2 separate regions of the Mus musculus genome follow, and region 2 is linked to region 1. Evidence: chromatin contacts called from public Hi-C data. All regions are on one chromosome and are shown on one strand. Each heading gives the region's core, a stretch centred on a gene start, on an enhancer-like site or on the middle of the called end of the contact. The rest is flanking DNA. Distances are from core to core; before and after follow the strand shown.

What was found. A called contact is a pair of places that touch in the nucleus more often than the background predicts.
Region 2: a Hi-C map of the N1E-115 cell line shows a contact between it and region 1, with 8 times the contacts expected there. The contact joins two enhancer-like sites. A contact is called at or near these places in 1 of 484 Hi-C or Micro-C datasets (the N1E-115 cell line) and 1 of 115 datasets of contacts at active chromatin or transcription factors (astrocytes).

The regions. Positions count from the first base shown.
Region 1 is chr8:50,298,118-50,302,688 of GRCm38.p6, forward strand. The region is part of intron 5 of 1700019L22Rik (a long non-coding RNA gene); the gene reads right to left. Among named protein-coding and RNA genes, the nearest start is that of Gm2516, 68 kb to the right of the region's middle. Within about 2 kb of position 2,229, at least 5 of the 459 cell types and tissues checked have an H3K27ac peak or open chromatin away from gene starts, as enhancers often do. A contact at or near this core is called in the N1E-115 cell line, where this site is marked.
Region 2 is chr8:51,199,816-51,204,386 of GRCm38.p6, forward strand. No RefSeq gene overlaps it. Among named protein-coding and RNA genes, the nearest start is that of 1700019L22Rik, 280 kb to the left of the region's middle. Within about 2 kb of position 2,771, at least 1 of the 459 cell types and tissues checked has an H3K27ac peak or open chromatin away from gene starts, as enhancers often do. A contact at or near this core is called in the N1E-115 cell line, where this site is marked.

The DNA of each region.
Region 1 (4,571 bases), core at 979-3,478:
TTATTTTGATGTGACTCTTTTTTTTTTTTTTTTTCTTTTGGGAAAGTATGGTGGGGAGATAGGTGGGTGGATAAAAAGTAAAAACCAAAACAACAATGACAACAACCCCTTAGTAATTATTAGTCTTTTATATGAGAATGGAACACACAAGTACAGAATTTGAACAACAAAAAAATCAATTATGCAAAAGAAAGTCATTGTGATTTTAGAGTATTACATTCTATAAGTCGTTGCGATTCTCACTGGACACTGTGGCTCAGTCTGTCATGGTTATAGACAGGCAGAATCCTGCAAGTCTGAGGCTAGCCTGAGCTACATATCAAAATTTTAAAGCACAGGCTGTGCCATGGTTGAGATGCTTTCTCAAAAAGAAGAAAAAAAACATTATTTTTTATTCTTTGAAGAGAACAAATAGGTTCATTTTAAAAGTGTGGGACTTTTCTGGGCCTGCCCTTATAAATAGTAAAAGGAGACATTTGTATTAAGGTTCTGGCAATATAATTGGGCAGATATTGAACTGTTCTAACCTAATTATGCTGGCCTGGCCTACTTTCCTGCCTACTTCCCAGCCACGTGGCTGATTACCTACCATCCTGGTCTCACCCGGGTCTCCTTCTTCATCTGTGTCCTCATGGCAGCTCTCCTAGCACACTTGAGACCTTCACTCCCAGCCTGGACATGGAAGTTTTCCGTATTCTCTCATGCCCAGTTCTCGGCTCCTCGGCTGCTTGGCTCACTATTTAACCATTCCGGAGGTGATAGAGAAGGCTGTCTTATAAAATACTCAGTGAGGAAATGCTTCCTAACCATGACAATACCAAAGTGCAATGACACCAGACCTCTGGGTGCAGGATCAGCGTTCAAATACACAGTACCCGAAAGTATCCCCCCGGTAGTGATGAAATGAGAGTGAACTGAAAAGAACAAATTTTCTGGCCATTCCATTCTTTTGAATATGAAGGAAGCTGTATCCTTTTCATCATTTGCTGCTGAGAGTAGACAAGTGCAAATACAGGATTCTAATACTGGTACAGAATTTAAGCAATTGCATGCTAATACTTGTATTTCTAACCTTGTATTTCTAATGTTAGGTAAATTATATATATATATAATATATATATATATGTGTGTGTGTGTATATATGTGTGTGTGTATAATATTTTACATATATTATATATATGTAATATATACGTATCTATATATGTCTCTCTCTCTCTATATATATATATATATATATAACTAGGTAAATATTAGGAGTAAATAACAGGCAATGGTCCTTTGTGAGTTTCCCTATTTTTTAACCTCCACTGTAGAAGAGGGTAAGTATCAACTACCACACAATCTTTGTGCGAGAGAGGTGATAAAATAAGGCCTTTTTTAATAGTAGAAATATGTATAAAATTTAAGTCCCATAGGTCCTACAACTGATACAGAGCCCAAAAGAAGGAGATGTCTTGATTTACAGAAGGCTGCATTTTTCATTTCCACCAGAGTGAGTCACCTTCAGATGGGGCGGGTGTCAAAGACACATAGCAGAATCAGGAGAGAATGGAATGGTACAAGCATCTGGGTCTCAGTCTATGGGAAGTCAGGATGTCTGGAACTAGGCAGCAATTATTCATGTCTTGAACAGATCTCCTGCTCCCTTGCAAACACATCTGCATGCTCTATCAGATCATCCAAGTTCTTCAGTTGATGACTGAAGGTAACCTTCAAAACAATTGTCTCCTATTCCAGGCCAGCACGGGATACATAGCAAGACTTTGTCTCAAGATAGAAATAAAATACAACTAATCGCAAAATCTCCAGTTGATTCGGGAAAGCTTTTCTATGTATTAAATCACTAAAGAACTTATTTTCTGAGAAATCACCAGATAGATCCATTCTGGATGGGATCTCATTAAGTTCTTTCATCTAAAGAGTCCTGAGAAGATCACCATGACAGAAGAATGCTAGATTTGTGTAGAAATATGAACAATTTCCCTAGGGAAGATTTCTTCTCATCTGGACACATCAGAAGCCACAGTCAGGCCTGTGGGTCTGCATTCACTCACACTGGAGTCTGGGCTGTATCTATGTTCTTTCCTGAAACTCATCCAATTAATTTATATATCTTTGTTAATCGTACTAATTTGATATCTCAGGATTCCAGCTATTTAGAGCAATGCCAACTTCCAAAGCCCTTCGGTAATGAGAATCATGCGCAGCAATGGTTTTATTTCGGCATCCTAACCAATTGTCCTGAATTGTCTCTAATCTAATCTTTACAGTCAGAAGGATTTATTTAAAACACAAATCTTCTTAGTCCCTTTTTTACTCCCTGAGATCTCCTCCTTTGTTCCCTTGGGAAAAAAAAATCCAAAGCCTTTATCTGTTCTGTTCGACTTTGTCTGATCTGGCTCGTGCTTATCTGCCTAGCAACGTCTAAGCCAATTTTCTGCCCCTGTTTCAGCATTTCAAGCACATTGGGCTTATTTTTATTTCCTGAAATGTCTCGAACACTTTGCCACCTCACAGTGTTAGCTCTTGCTGCTCCATCTCATTTCCTTTCCTAAAACACTGAGTGCTTTGAAATCACTCTCCTAGGGAACTTAGACATCATTTGCCCTGGAGAAGAGAAATCTTCCTTGATCGTAACTACTGTACCAGTTATTCCAATCATATAGAAAAAAAATCACATTATATATACTTTTTCTCATTGCCTTTAGAATGCTTGGCATTGTTCAAATCCATGTTTTGTCTTTACTTGTAGAGTTCTTTGGAGAAGAGCCCATATCTGTGTTGTTAACTGTGAGCATTTACATTAGCATATTTCCTTGGCCAGAAAAGTTGCTAAGAAATAATTTATACGTGAACAAAAATATATTATTATATTTAGCTACACCATCATGAAAGCAAAGCCCTCTAAAGTCCTATTGGCATTTGTTAACTTCTTTATCAAGGGGAAGAAACCACTAAAACACAAGTAGTGGAGTCTTTTCTACCGAATTTGTGAATTATTTTACATAAATAATTAAGAAATTGGAAATAGCCAGGCGTTGGTTATACATATCCCAGTAATCAGGAGGCAGTGGCCGGGAGACCTCTGAGTTGGATGCTAGCAGAGAAACCCAGTCCGGGACAAAACAAAACACAAAAATAAACAAACATACAAACAAATAAATGAAATATTTGGGAGGATATTGTATTAGAAAACTTGACAGGTGGTCATAAGTAACAGGAAAGACTTGGCGTATCATAGAGTTCATGGTTCTCATGTCATAGCTCTATAGCATGTCTGTCACCTCCACAATGACGGTGCCCCAGCAAAAGCTAATTTCTATTCTTTGTGTGAGAGGTTACATAGAGTCAGGGGAGAATGAAAGAACTATGCTGCCCATTTTACTGACATTGAAGTCTCACTCAGTGGGTGAGCAATGACTTATTTCTTCACTGAACCCTACAGAAGATATATACTTTCTTTTTAAAAAAGGTAAATAGGTTTTTTTCTTCTTCATTAGAGTACCACCATGATAAGATGAGTGCAATACTTGCTTTGGACATAGGAATGGCTCCTTGTATCCTGTATCTCAGATACTTCCCCCCTCTATCCTGTTCCATGATGGCTGAAAGCTTTAAGGATGAGATTACATAGCACAATTTTACTAGAGGAGAATTGCTACCTCCCAAGGAAAAAAATCCAGAATAGGATCCAAAGTGCCGTTCCCAAAAGGAGGTTCACTACTAGGCCCAAGGCAAGATACAATCTGCCTGAAGTACTCAGTACTGAGTTAATAATCTGAGGATACACAGCTGGTGGGAGGCCCCCTTGAAATGTTTAAATGCATTTGAAATTCCATAAACATTTAGTGAAAGATCAAAGCTTGCATACATATCTTCACTTGTAATTGCAAAAAATGTGGACATTTAATACATGTTCTATGACAAATGTTACCAGTGGACCAACAAATTCCCCTTCTATGATCTAACCAATGGACAGAAGCCGCTGACCTCCGTTGTTGAATTAAGGAAGGCTGAAAGCAGCTGAGGAGAAGGGCTACCCTGTAGGAAGGGCCAGCAGTCTTAATTTAACTGGACCCCTGAGACCTCTTAAACACTGGACCACCAAACAGACAGCATACACCAGCTGATATGAGGCCCCCAGCACACATACAGTAGAGGACTTCCAGGTCTGTGTCCATTCAGAGATGATGCACCTAACCCTCAAGAGACTGCAGGCCCCAGGGAGTTTAGAGGTCAGGTGGGGTGGGAGTTGGGGGCATCCATGTGGAGATGGGGTAGGGTGCAGAGGAGGTGTGGGACGTGGAACAGTTGGAGGCTGGATGATGGGGCGGGAATGGAATATGGAGGGTAAAAAATAGAAATAAAAATAAAACAAAATAAAATAAAAGGTCTATATATATCCATATATATATGGCGATTAGATATAGATGTAGATATAGATAGATATATAGATATAGATACAGATGAGATATAGATATAGAGGTAGAGATGAGATAGAGACAGAGACAGAGACAGAGATGAGATAGAGACAGAGACAGAGACAGAGACAGAGACAGAGACAGAGACAG
Region 2 (4,571 bases), core at 1,521-4,020, 900 kb after region 1:
CCTTTAGAGATCATTGGAGAATAACCGTTTGTTTTACAAATGGAAAATTTAGACAGAAGGGCATACAATTTACTCCTAGGCATGGTAAAGAAATAGTAAAGAATAGAACCCGAAAGTTCTTATTTTTTCCACTGTAAACTGTTTTACTTACCATATATTGAGAAATGGTTTCTGGTTCTAGACATGTCTCTATGTATTTAACAACTTGCCGTTTTGATAAGACAACTGGTAGTAAACAGATGAACAAGCGAACACGTTTTACTGATTACCTTTAGCATCATGATGCTGATCACTGACAATGGGTTTTGTTATAAAACTGTTTCACACTAAATGAATAATTATGTTTAGTTGTAATATATTTCATGTAACTCAAACATGACCTATCTTTGTCTGAGGGGGGTGTTTCAGATAAGTGTAGCTCTCAGAGTCTCATATATTGCTTTCTTGGTACCTAGTTTGTGGAAACATTGAAGATATTTATAAGAGGTATAGCTTTATTGTAGATGTGTCACTGAAGGTCTACTTAAAGGTTTCAAATTACTCAAGCCATGCCTAGATTCTTGCTCTTCCTTAGGTTTCTTCCTCCTTAGGTTAGATATTAGATGCTGCCCGCCCCACCCCTGGCCATGCCAGCCTACCTGCTTCCAGGAAACCTGTTGTGCCATTCATGGGCTCTAAGCTTTTGAAATTGTAAAGCCTAAATAAACTTTTAAAAAATGTATTGCCTTGTTTATAATGTCTTATCACAGGAATAGAAAATTAACTAACTTAGTATAAAATTGTTAGACAGACAGTATTAAATAGTTGAGGTGTATGTGTGATCAGAAATAGTGCATTTTACATATAACAGTATTACATCAGCCACTACATTATTTTCATGTTGCTATATCAAAATCTGTGTTTTTATGGAATAGTATACTGAGGGTGTTATTTCTGTTTTTTGTTTTCAAGGTTGTGGTCCAGGGACAATGACCTATCATTTTAGGTCCCTCTCAAAAGTGGTACCTCCTAACAGGAATGTACAACAGAACAAATTGCCACCCACCATGAGCCCAAAAAGCAAAGCATGTGAAAAAAGGCTGAGGTCACCAAATTACTTTTTGCAATGGTACCATTGTGCTAGAGACATCATATAACAGGAGCAACACTCAGTAACCCACATTTAAGTCACAGACTGGAAGGAGAATTTCTCGGAACTGTAGATAATATTCCTTCTTCAGCCTAAAATAAAATTATAGCTAAAGTTACCATTTGATCAAAACTCTTTATAATTATTATATAAAAACAGAGAGTTGTTGCCTTTTATAGTCACCTTTTTTTTGTTTGTTTAACTACAAAAATTCATAGAGCTCATTGTGTGTTTGAGTAACTCTAAAAGGGATTGCTCTTTGTATGGGTGTAGTGAGTAAGTAAAATTTCTCTTTTACCATTAAGTGATAACATTATTCAGTCCTGTGAGTGCAAGACAGAAGACATGAAGAAAGTCAGAATCAGTTTCTATTCTCTGAGATAGAGCATTATCTTTTCTCACTGTTTTTATTAGTGTTCCTCATTTGGGGGATTTCAGGTGTGAAGGGGATGTTCACACAGTTAGAATCTTGGCATATCCCTCATTTAGACAAAAGAACACTGTATCTCATTTACTATGTAATCAATTCATTCAATATGTCACAATGAATTTTCTAGCACCTATTCATCCACATCTATCTGTCTGTCTGTCTGTCTGTCTATCTATCTATCTATCTATCTGCATAACTATAATCAGTCTATTTATCTGGTCTATTCTATTGACTCTGCTTCTTTGGAAAACACTGAATAATACATCAACATCTATACTGTTGCACAGGGTCAACTTTCCAGTGGTTCTGAACATGTGCTCCTGAGATTCATAGCTTGAACATCATCTGCGAGCTTAACAGAAATGTTAATTTTGAGGCTTCCACCCAGGCCTGTTGAAAAACAATCTGTCTTAACAAGTCCTTCAGGTGATTCTAATGAACTATAATTTTTTACAACCATTGTTTTACATGTATTGTATAATTATGGTGATTCTACATAATTATGTATGAAGGAATATCCCTACAGAAAAAACAATATTACACCACATTGTCTTGACTTTCCAAAAAATGTATTGACCTTTTCTTTGTTACTTTAATTTTGTAAATCAATATTTTAAAAATAGCAAATTAAAAATGTCATTAGATTTGTCATAAACAGAAAATTTGTCTTTCAATTTCTTATTTTAAATGTTAGACTAAGTTAAAATAGTTTCCTAATCTTAATTGAATTTATACAGGCATATTCATTATAGATGAATTTAATAGGCATATATAAATTATATATAGAGGAAATAGTCCATGAACATATATGATTTATAAACTATATTATTAGTATTTCTATGAGCAATTGAACTTTATATTGTAAAAAAGTTTCTGTGTATATATTTTGATTATTTTATTTGTGTATATATTTTGATTATTTTATTTCCCTAAAGTGATTATCAGTTATTCAGTAAATAACATTTTTAAATATGCAAACAATATTTCATAATGACTCTAGCCAATAATCTTTCTTATAACTTCTACAATCTTTAAAACATTAATTCAAATTTTCAAAGAATGTTGCTTCTTGTAGTATAAATGGGATATTTTGCCATATGTTTCATCACATACATTACAGTGACTCATTCATCCTTTGATGGGAAATTTATATTTTCTTCTTTAGTGAAGAATGATGGAGGACCTTAAACATAAATATCATTTAAAAAACACTTGACAAACTATGTTTCAAAAGCTATTGATAAAACTATGTGCTCATTAATGCAGTCACCACTCTCATGGTTGCCACAAAACAAACCAGCTAGTTTTTTACTGGCTGAAATTAAAAGATTCTGGTGAATGATTTATGTTACAAGCCTTACAGTGTTAATCAAACACAATGAGTTTGCGCTTTAGAATTAAGAAATTAGCATTTGATGCTGAAGGGGCTTTTGATTTCTCTGTGGTCATGGATCTGGAAAACAGCCAAGATGGCCAAGAAAACTTTTTGAGTATAGCCTAGGCTATGGAAGAGTAACAATAAGGATTTTTTTATTAGATATTTTCTTTATTTACATTTCAAATGTTATCCCCTTTCCTAGTTTCTCCTCCGAAAATCCCCTATCCTCTCTCCCCTCCCCCTGCTCCCCAACCCACCCACTCCCACTTCCTGGCCCAAGAATTCACCTATACTGGGGCATAGAGCCTTCGCAGGAAGAAAGGCCTCTCCTCCCACTGATGACTGACTAGGCCATCCTCTGCTATATATGCAGCTAGAGCCATGAGTCCCACCATGTGTTTTCTTTGATTGGTGGTTTAGTCCCAGGGAGCTCTGGGGGTGTTGGTTAGTTCATATTAGTGTTCCTCCTAGGTGGCTGCAAACCCCTTCAGCTCCTTGGGAACTTTCTCTAGCTCCTTTATTGGGGACCCTGTGCTCCTTCTAATGGATGACTGTGAGCATCCACTTCTGTATTTGTCAGGCACTGGCAGAGCCTCTCAGGAGACAGCTATATCAGGCTCCTGTCAGCAGGCTCTGGTTGGCATCCACAACAGTGTCTGGGTTTGGTGGTTGTTTTGGGGATGACTCCCCAGGTGGGGCAGTCTCTGGATGGTCCTTCCTTCAGTCTGTGCCCTGAACTTTGTCTATTTTTAAAAATGCAAGCTGGATATCTTTTTAAAATATCCACTATAGCTATTTTGCACTTTAAATCAAAAGGCAGAACAGGATTAAAATGTGAATAAGATGGTTTGCATTTAATGAGGGAAAGACAATTTGTACTGACAAGTTACTCTGTTACATCAACCTTGGTTTCTTTAATATGTAAGTGACTACTTAAAACATTTTGAGTCTTTCCCACTTTCACCTTCTGTGTTTTCCTTCTTACAGGTTTCAGATCTGTTATATACGCACTATGCATGAAAATAGTTTCTGTGCATTTATTTGGCTAGAATGAGCCTATGTGAAATAATATTTCTATTAACAATAATTTTACTTCTATTTAGTATAAAATGTTTTAGTCATTATATTGGCCTGATTACAAAGAATGATTGATGCTTTTGGAGTTTATAAGTCGCTAGCCATCATTAAATTACTTCTGTTTGATTTTGCTTAGTGAGGCTTGGGAGATGTAGAAATTTACTTCTAAAGTTCTTTTTAAGGCCATAGTGACAAGATAATTTCACTGTGAGTGATGTGTAACCTTCCTGAATTTTGGTTATGGATAATACGACAAGAAAAAAAGATCTTGCCTATTTATTGATGTTAGTTGTTAAGCAGGATGTCACTCTATGTAGAGATAAGATAGGAAGAGGAAAGTGAGTATGTTTATTGGCTTGCAGTATACCTTTGCTGTAGCAATTTCCTCTGAGATAAAACTATCTCTTGGAGATTCCTTCAGATATCAGCTGTTAAAAGGGAAGAGAAACAACAGGATATTCTTAGGAGAGATGAGACAGTCCAGCCTTCAGGGAAGCTCACTCCTAAGTTTTCAAAATAAACAACTCAAATGCTTCAGGAAATCCCTGACCTTTACC